Linked DNA regions of Mus musculus: region 2 is linked to region 1. The links are chromatin contacts, called in public HiCAR-type maps. All regions are on one chromosome and are shown on one strand. The core of a region is the stretch at or near the end of the contact, and the rest is flanking DNA. Distances in the headings are between cores, read along the strand shown. Region 1 holds the start of Sgcb (sarcoglycan, beta (dystrophin-associated glycoprotein)). Region 2 holds the start of Clock (circadian locomotor output cycles kaput).

Region 1 (4,249 bases), core at 475-2,974:
TCCTAATTTTTCTCCCCTTCTTCCTCCATCTCCTCTCCATCCTCCTTCCCCAAGCTCTTCCTCCTCCTCTTCTGCGTTTCTTTCTTTTCTTTTATTCAGTGTGTGAGGGGCACATACACCATGATATAAGCGTGTGGAGGTCAAAGGACAACCTTTGGGAGTTGGGCCTCTCACTTTACCAAGATGGTTCTCGGGACTTAACTCAGGGACTAAGTTGTCAGACTTGGTGGCTGTCACCTTTATCACTAAGCCATCTTGCCAGCCCCTCCTGAACACATTTACATTGAAGCAGACTCAAGCTCCAACTGAGACCTGGGATAGAGGAGCTGGGGAAGAAGATACCAACATCTTCCTTTGTTGATGAAGCTGGGGGAGAAGCTTTTTTAAGGGGCAGAAGTGCCAGGACCCAGTGACTGACACAGCGGGGGGCCTACCCTGACTCCCAAACAGAATAGATTACAAAGTTAGTGGGATCCCAAACACAAAAAGCAACCTTTCATGTTCGAATTATAAAGTTGAGGGAAGCTGGTCATTAAGCCCAATGCTTGTTTCTCCTTAGCTCTCTTCAGGCAGGCCGGCTCTGGTTAGGGTAGCCAAGTGGGCAGACCACTGTAACTTTCCGGTAGAATAGAAGCTCAGAGCATCAAGATGCATGCACAGAAGAACTGAGACCCCTCTAACCCAGAGGCTGTAAGGGGTAAACTAGGAAAACCAAGGAATGGCTTCATTCCCAACAAGTCCACTTGCCTATTGTCATAGAGGATTTCCGTGCTTGTTTAGCAGATTTCAGGTCTGTTTTTCATACCCCCTAGAATGAGTCCTCGAATATTTAATAGGTCTGTCGCTAAAATGTTAGCCACTTAAGAAACTATTCCCCCGTTGCATATCAATTTCACTCATTCACTTTCTCCCCGCAGTGATTTCGAAGAAATGAAACTTTTAAAGAGAAACCAGCTTACTGGTTATTTGCAAAGGGAAACAACAATAAAGAAGTGACTACAAAAATAGCTTTTTATTATAATAAGTCACTTTAGCAACTACTTGCACGAGCATGTGTTCACACACTTCACCCGCACACACACTTATGTGCGTGCTTAAGTTACAGCTTGATATCTGAAGGGAAGCCTTTAAACTATTCTAGGCTCACAACGAAGACCAGGAAACACTTGATAACGCATTTCTTAAAAAGTAATCTTAAACCCACTAGACACGGGTCAGTTTTATATTAGTATCTGAATCTCCGAGAAACCACAGTGGGCGGGGAATGGCAGAAGCAAGACCTGGCCACGATCCACGCCAGGCAACAGCTGACCACCACTTGGCTGGCATCGGTCAGCCTCCCGGCCCCGACTGACGTTATTTTTATCCGCATGGTTTCTGGCTGCGGAGAGGCACGTCCAGGCGCAGGCTCCGCAGGCCATGACCCGTGTCACTCCCGCAGAGGGACAGCTCCGCTCTCTGGCCGGCCGGGAGCCGCTGCCCAGGATCCAGCCCGGCCTTCGCCAGCATCTTGGCTGCGGACAGCTCCCGCCCTGCGGCCCCGCCCTGCCGCCTCGCTCCGCCAGCCCAGCCCTCGCGCCCTCCGTCGTCCCCGCCCTCTGTGGGGTCGCCCGGGCCACCCGGCTTCCCAATCCCTCGGCCGGCCGCAGCAGGCTCACAGACCTGCTCGGTCGCTGCCGCCGCCGCCGCCGCTGCCGCCATCTTGGCCCGCCGCAGCCCGCGCTTGCGCTCTGGCACTGGGGTGGGGCTCACACCCTCGATGGCCACGCCCTGTCACGCCCTCGCCACTCCCCCGAAAGAAATCCAGAGTGGGCAAGATTCTGTGTAGGTTCACATCCTTGCAGGGCGGTCCCTCACGACCGTAAGTCGCCCGCGGGTTGCATGGGTGTGGCAAGGATCTCTGGGGCATCCTCAAGTTCTTCGGAAAGGACGCCCTCAAAATCCAAAACATGCCTTTACCTTTATATCAACTCCCCGTCTTGGGATACTGTCCTGTCCTGAGCTGTGACAAACTGCAAGGGAGTATTTGAGTGTACTGGTGGGTGAGACTTGGGTGCAGATCAAGTGGAAACTTTAGGTAGCTTAAATCAAACTAGTCTCTTCCCCCTCAACTCCTCTGGAAGCCTGTGAAGTCAAGTCTGGCACTTTCTTTGAGGCATTAGAGGCAGATTGTCCATTTAATATTGGAGACTATATTAGGTCCTTAGGAACCTAACTTGACTCACAGTGAGCACCAGGAGACAGTCAGGTGCACATTGGTTGCTCTCTGCACTGATTAAGTTGAAAACAATAGAATGAGTAGCATCCTAAGTTCAAGAACTCCTCAGATGATGAGTAGTTTCTACAAACTACCCTAGGCCACCCAAGGGAGATGTCTGATTCAGCTTTTTCTCTCCAGGTACTGGGTCATTTTGCTTTTCTAACTCAGCTTCCCTGCTTCGCCTACTTCTGATGGCTGGCTGGCTGTGGAGTTAAATACTCTGACACACAGCAAATGTCTCCCAACCTTCCCCCTCTCTCATGCCTGATTTCGGATATAAGCTGTATCTATGTGGTCATTTGCCTGGTCCTGTCTTCTTCCCCAACTGCTAAAACTGCCTGGCTCTATCACTGGGACGAACCTGCGTTTTAGTCAGGAAGACTATGTAAATCACAACCCACAGGTTTGAAAGTCGGCGGTGTCTGGGTAATAGCTTGGCTCTGGTCCCATTTATCAACTTTGACAATAAGGCTTTTGACTGCTCCTGGGTTCCTGTGCCTCACTATTCACTATGCTCAAGTCGTTTCCTTTTTCTCTGACAGCTATACTCCTTTGTGTCCCCCAAGAACCCACCAAATGTCACATTCTCTTCAGAGCCCCCATACTCTGATTAGCGCTACTCTGTTTCTAACCTTGTGTCAGTCTCAATCACTCACAATAATGGAACTTATTAAATGTCTTCCAGAGCTGCCTGGCACTCCAGATTCTAAGCAGATAAGAAGCCCCACCTTGCTTTTTTTTTTTTTTTAACATGTCTCCACATAGGTACTTTAATAATGGATTTTTCTGAAGTCAGATGGACCTTGACTGTCTGAAGATGGGTCTCTTCTCCTTGGATTCCTCGTTGCTGAGGTGTTACTGACAGGTCACCCACTTGTTCTCATTGCCAATGTGTCTTCTTCTGGCTGCTGTTGTTTTCTAAGATTTGATATTATACGTGTATGAATGTTTTCCCTGCAGATATGTATATGTACCACCTGCATGCCTGGTGCTGGTGGAGGTCAGAAGAGGCTGTTAGACCCCCTAGGACTGGAGTTACAGTTATGAGCCACCAAACATGTGTAGGGAACCAAACTCAGGTCCTCTGCAAGAACAGCCAATGCTCTTAACCTCTGAGCCATCCCTCCGACCCAGCATGACTGCCCTCCGAAAAACCCAACAAGCGGCTGAAAGAGTCAGAGGCAGATATTTGCACCCAACCAATCAATGGACAGAAGCTGCTGACCCCTGTGGTTGAATTAAGGAAAAGCTGGAAGAAGCTGAGGAGGAGGGTGACCCTGTAGGAGGACCAGCAGTCTCAACTAACCTGGACCCCCAAGATCTCTCAGACACTGGACCACCAAACAGCATATGCTAGCTGATATGAGGCCCCCAACACATATACAGCAGAGGACTGCTGGGTCCCGGTTTAGTCAGAGAAGATGCACCTAACCTTCGAGAGACTGGAGGCACCAGGGAGTTTAGAGGTCTGGTGGGGTTGGGGAGGGAGAGGGTAGGGACATCTTCGTGGAGACAGGGGTGGGGCTGGGGAGGAAGTGTGGGGTGTGGAACAGTCAAAGGGTGGACCGGGAGGGGTATAAAATACGGAGCATAAATAAATAAATAAATAAATAAATAAATAAATGATTTTTTAAAATGAGAACCAATTCACAGAATTAACCACAAGGGTAGTGTTCGTCATGTCTAATGATGTTTTGAAGTTTTTTCCCTTCTGATGCATTTGGAGGGTGCTGTGTGCTTGCAATGTCTCTAATTCTCACAGCAGTCTTATTTTAACGGGAATTATACCAGTTCACTATGACACCCATTTGATATTCAGGATTTTATCTTGCATTATTCTGCTTTTACCATAATTTTCTCCCTTCCCTTCCTCCTTCCCCCCTCCCCTCTCCCCTCTCCTTTCCTCCTCTCCTCTCTCCTTTCTCTCCTCCCTCCCTCTCCTCTCCTTCCCCTCCCTCCCCTTTCCTTCCTTCACTTCCCCTCTCCTCC
Region 2 (4,249 bases), core at 865-3,364, 2.7 Mb after region 1:
TTAAAAATATAAAAAGGAGGCACTATACTACCAAAGAAGCGCATTCCAACTTTAACGCCAAATGCAGTCATCAAGGGTTAGCAAGTTTTGAATTTGCCTGTGATTTCAGCATCGTAAAATGTAAACAACAATCAAGTTCACCTAAACTTTCTCCAGTTTACTTTTCAAATATTAAGAGAAAAAAATAGAGAATGATCAAAATTCCCTATAAAACCTGTTTATAAATCCATAAAACATTAAAAGAATAAGACTATAAGCACATAAAGCATTTCATTTTCCACCCTTTCCCATAACTATTGGTTTTCTAGTATTTATTCTAGGACTTCCTCATATTGACGAGCAACACAGGCTATATGTAGTCTATATGTGTACACACACACACACACACACACACATATATATATATACACACACACACACACACACACGCACAAATATGGACATATAGATTATATATAGTTACACATACAACAGGACACAATTCAGCTTTCTTTCACTATATGACAATTTTTTGTGTCCTTTTTTTCACAGGTGATCCTGCCAGTTCTTCAAGCTAACCTAGGCACATGTTTCTTTCTCCTAAGATTTTAAAACAAACCAGATTTCAAGTGTTCTGTGGGACTCAGAGACAGTCACGAATTAAGTTACAGCCTATTCATTTTTTTTCAATCAGATATGAATGGGGATGGTCTGTAATTTTCTCTAGTCGCTTTTAAAACTACAACAATGCAATCAAGGGAAATTACCTTGCTGGTGATTTTGGGAATCGTTGCCCTAGTCCAATCAACAACGCCTGTAAAAGTTTCTTCTTGTGCTTTTCTTTCACTGCAATAGAAAACACCAGAGTCTGTTGTTTTTAAAGCATCTAGAAAGGCTTCATGCAGTGTGTGGTTCGGCATTGCAATATCAAAACACCACGGCCTGATCTGTCATCTGTCAGGTCAGAGGCCAAAGCTCTTCCTTCATCTTTCAGGATTCTGCTGACTACCTCGGACTTCCACAGCGGCAGAAAACACCCCACAAAGATACAAACTTCGTGGCGCTACTCCCGGTACCGGGACAGCCAGGACCACATCCAGGACGGCCAGCCCCACAGGCAGAGCGCGGCCCGGCGCGGCGCACGCGACTCGAGTCGGACACCCGGGGCCCAGAGCAGCCCGCGGCCCGAGCCCCGGAACCAGGACCATTAACGGAACCAGCCCTGGGCGGCGGCGGCCGCCGCTCGGACTGCGGATCCCGGCGCGCGCCGGCCGCCGCGAGGGCGGGGGCTCCGCGGAGGAGCTGGCCGCCCCAGCGCCCCATTGGGCGCCGCTCCAAACGTGCCCGAGTGGTGACAGGAATAAAGTGGGTCACAAGGCCTAGCGGGTCCCGGGCGCGAGCGCTCTCGGCGGCCGACTCGGCCTGCCCCGCGCTAACCCCGCGCCCAGTCTCAAGCGCGACGCGGCCCCGGAACCCCCGGGGCCCGCGGGACCCACCGCGCCCCCCTGCCCTGCAGGTAACCCCCAGCGGCCCCGGGACACTTGGCGCAGGCCCGGCTGAGCGCGACTCTCCAGAGCTCCGCGCTCTCCGCGTCCCCGGACCCCGGCCGCAGCTCCTGCCTCCCGGCCTGGCCCGCACCCCCTTGGCGCCCCGCGCCCTGTTCCCTGCCCCGGTCCCACACACTGCCCCCCGCGCCCTCCCGCGTCCTCACCGTGCCTGAGGCTCCGGCTTCCTCCCTCCCCCGCCCGGGACTCTGCCCGCGGCGGCTCGCGACAGCCGAGCGGCGACAGCCGGGACACGCCACGGCTCCGGGAGCCGGCAGCACCAGGGGCGGCGAGTGCGCGCCCCCGACCCACCCCTCAAAATTCACCGCTACCGCCGCGCTCCTCCCCCTCCCGGCCTTCCCCTCCTCCACGGAACCCGGGAGCACGCATGCGCCACCCAGGCCAGCCGCCCGCCGCGCGCCGGGCCGAGGCCCACCCGGTGGGGCGCACTCACCGGGAGCGCGTGCGCGGCGGCGGCCAGATTTCCTTCGCGCTCTCGCCGTCCGGGGTTTCCTCTCTCCAGCCGGTAGCCGCCAGCCGAGTCCGTGATTGCGCTGCCTCCCGGCGCATGCGTCGTGGGCGCGGGGCTCCGCGGCCGGCCAGGCTCTGCACTCGCCCCTCCCCTCGCGGCCGCCTTCCCTCAGCGCGCCGGGCGCGCATGCGACTTTCCCCGTTAGGCAGCCCCGAAGCCGCGCCTGGGGATCCCGGGCACCCGAGGAAATCCCACTCTTGCAGGCCGGCGTGAGCTCGTTCCACGGCCGCCGAGGGAAGCCGGGATGCCCCGAGGCCCCCTTCCCTTCGCAGGCCGGGAGGCGGGGCCTAGCGGAGGGTGCGGCCGCCCGCAGCGCCCTGGGCGGCTCGCGGTTCCCCGGGATGCGGCGCTCCCAACCAGTGGGAGCCGCCGCCTGGAATGGTGCCTCTGTCCCCGGGAAAGCAGAGAGCTTGGCCTACGCCAAGTTAGACTTCTCCAGCCCAGTGCTCGGTTTCCTCTCCTGGAGGTTCGTGGGATGCCTGGGACTCGGTTTCCCGGCTCCTAGAGACACGCTAGGCTGGCTGCTCCCCGAGATGGACCTGGACGACCCAAGTGACCTCGGCTGTAGCCAGGGAAGCAAAAGGTCGGGATGTGTTTGCTCCTTTTATGAAAAGGCAGGAGGCACTGCAAAAGATGAGCATGGCGCTACGGATGAACCAGGACCCTAGTTTACACTGGTTTCTTAGCTACTGCACCCGAATTACTGGGAAAGAAGCTAATTCATAGCAATTTCTTTTAAAAATCAACTCGTACAGCAAACAGAAGGCAATAAATAAACCTATACTCTTTAGCTCCAAAAATCCTGTCTACAAGGTAATGTTTGTCTCAATAAGAATTAAGTTCTTGGTGTATATTCAGGAAAGAAAAAAAAAAAAAACCAACTTCAAAACTAGGAATTAGCTGCGATCCCCCCCCCCCCCCCCCAGCAATGTGAACTAGGAGGAGAATCCTCAAATTCCTGGCTACGTAGCCAGAACCCTGCCAGGAGAATCTTTCCTTGGCAGTCTTTGTACCGTTTCGCCATCGAAAGGCACAGTTTCTGCTGTCCTAATCCATCTGCTGCTCGCTTAGGTTCACGTCCTTTGAACCCACCCATTCTCCACTCTGTCCTTGTGGTCCAGGCAGGACACTGTGGAGGAGGAAACCTTGGGTTCTCTGTCTCAGGCTGGCAATTACTGCCAAGAAGATTGTTTCCCAGTGAACCTGATACTGAAAGAAAATAATCTTTTCTTGTGTGACTAATGAAAGAGCAGGCACCACGAAGGGAAAAACCAGAAAACAGATTAAAACATGGTGATATAGCCTAGATGCATGAGCGCTGAAATCGATGTGGGCTAGATTCCTTTGGAAAGTTCAGTTAAAGTAATCAATAAACTCGTGAATGTGTTTGTTTTATTGCTTAAAACCAATAAGAGCTTTTCTGCCATCTACAAGTTAGTGTCTTGATCACTGGTAGTAAAAAAGGGGCAGGAGGTAAGGGTACTGAGGCTGGTAAATAGGTTGCAGCCAAATGAATTTGAATGCTTTCCCTGGGTCAAATGTTTTGGCTTTATTCATTCTCTTTTTCTATTATAGTTCCTCTAGTGTGTGTATACACACTATATACATATATAATATATATACATATATATATATATATATATATCAAAATGACCTTTGCCCCCTTTAATGGTTTCATTGTCCTCTTAGTCACCTGTGACTCCTCCCTCGCTCACATTCTCTGTTTAATTATTTACCAAGACCTGTTGATAATCCCTTGATTTTCTGCTCAGTCCTCTGTCACTGTCTGACTATTTCCCACGGTTCAGTTTACGACTTTTCCCTCATTTAAAAAAAAAAAGTTTTTTTTAATTTCCCAACTTTAACACTGTGTTTCCAGTAAACAAAAGTTTTGCCTCATAGTTTCATAAATCCTAAATCTAGGTTCCCAATTCTAAACCATGGCCTTAAACACCATGTGCCTTGTTGTCATTTAAACTAAGTGTTTCCGGTTCTCTTTTCAACTGTCTTTTCATCAAGTTATTCATCTGTGAAATGATGTAACTTCAAGTTATTCATCTGTAAAAAAAAAAAAAATGTAAACTGCAGATAATAGTCTCAGTTCATAGAGCAATTGAGAGGCACTAGGTATTGACACTACCTGCTAAGTAAATCCCATCTCAAGTGTTGGCCACTTTCAGTTTTGAAATTAAAA

The links. HiCAR-type assays count read pairs that join an accessible place to other places.
Region 2: a HiCAR-type map of astrocytes shows a contact between it and region 1, with 6 times the contacts expected there. The contact joins the promoter of Clock here to the promoter of Sgcb in region 1. A contact is called at or near these places in 2 of 39 promoter capture datasets (hippocampal neurons and pre-B cells), 2 of 115 datasets of contacts at active chromatin or transcription factors (astrocytes and embryonic forebrain) and 1 of 9 other capture datasets (liver).

What each region holds. Positions count from the first base shown.
Region 1 is chr5:73,646,013-73,650,261 of GRCm38.p6, forward strand. Sgcb (sarcoglycan, beta (dystrophin-associated glycoprotein)) reads right to left here and starts at 1,725. Exons shown (of 6, transcript NM_011890.5): 1 at 1,663-1,725. The coding sequence starts at 1,701.
Region 2 is chr5:76,302,678-76,306,926 of GRCm38.p6, forward strand. Clock (circadian locomotor output cycles kaput) reads right to left here and starts at 2,115. Exons shown (of 23, transcript NM_001289826.1): 1 at 1,978-2,115; 2 at 747-825. Gm7467 (predicted gene 7467) reads left to right here and starts at 2,199. Exons shown (of 1, transcript NR_152171.1): 1 at 2,199-2,850.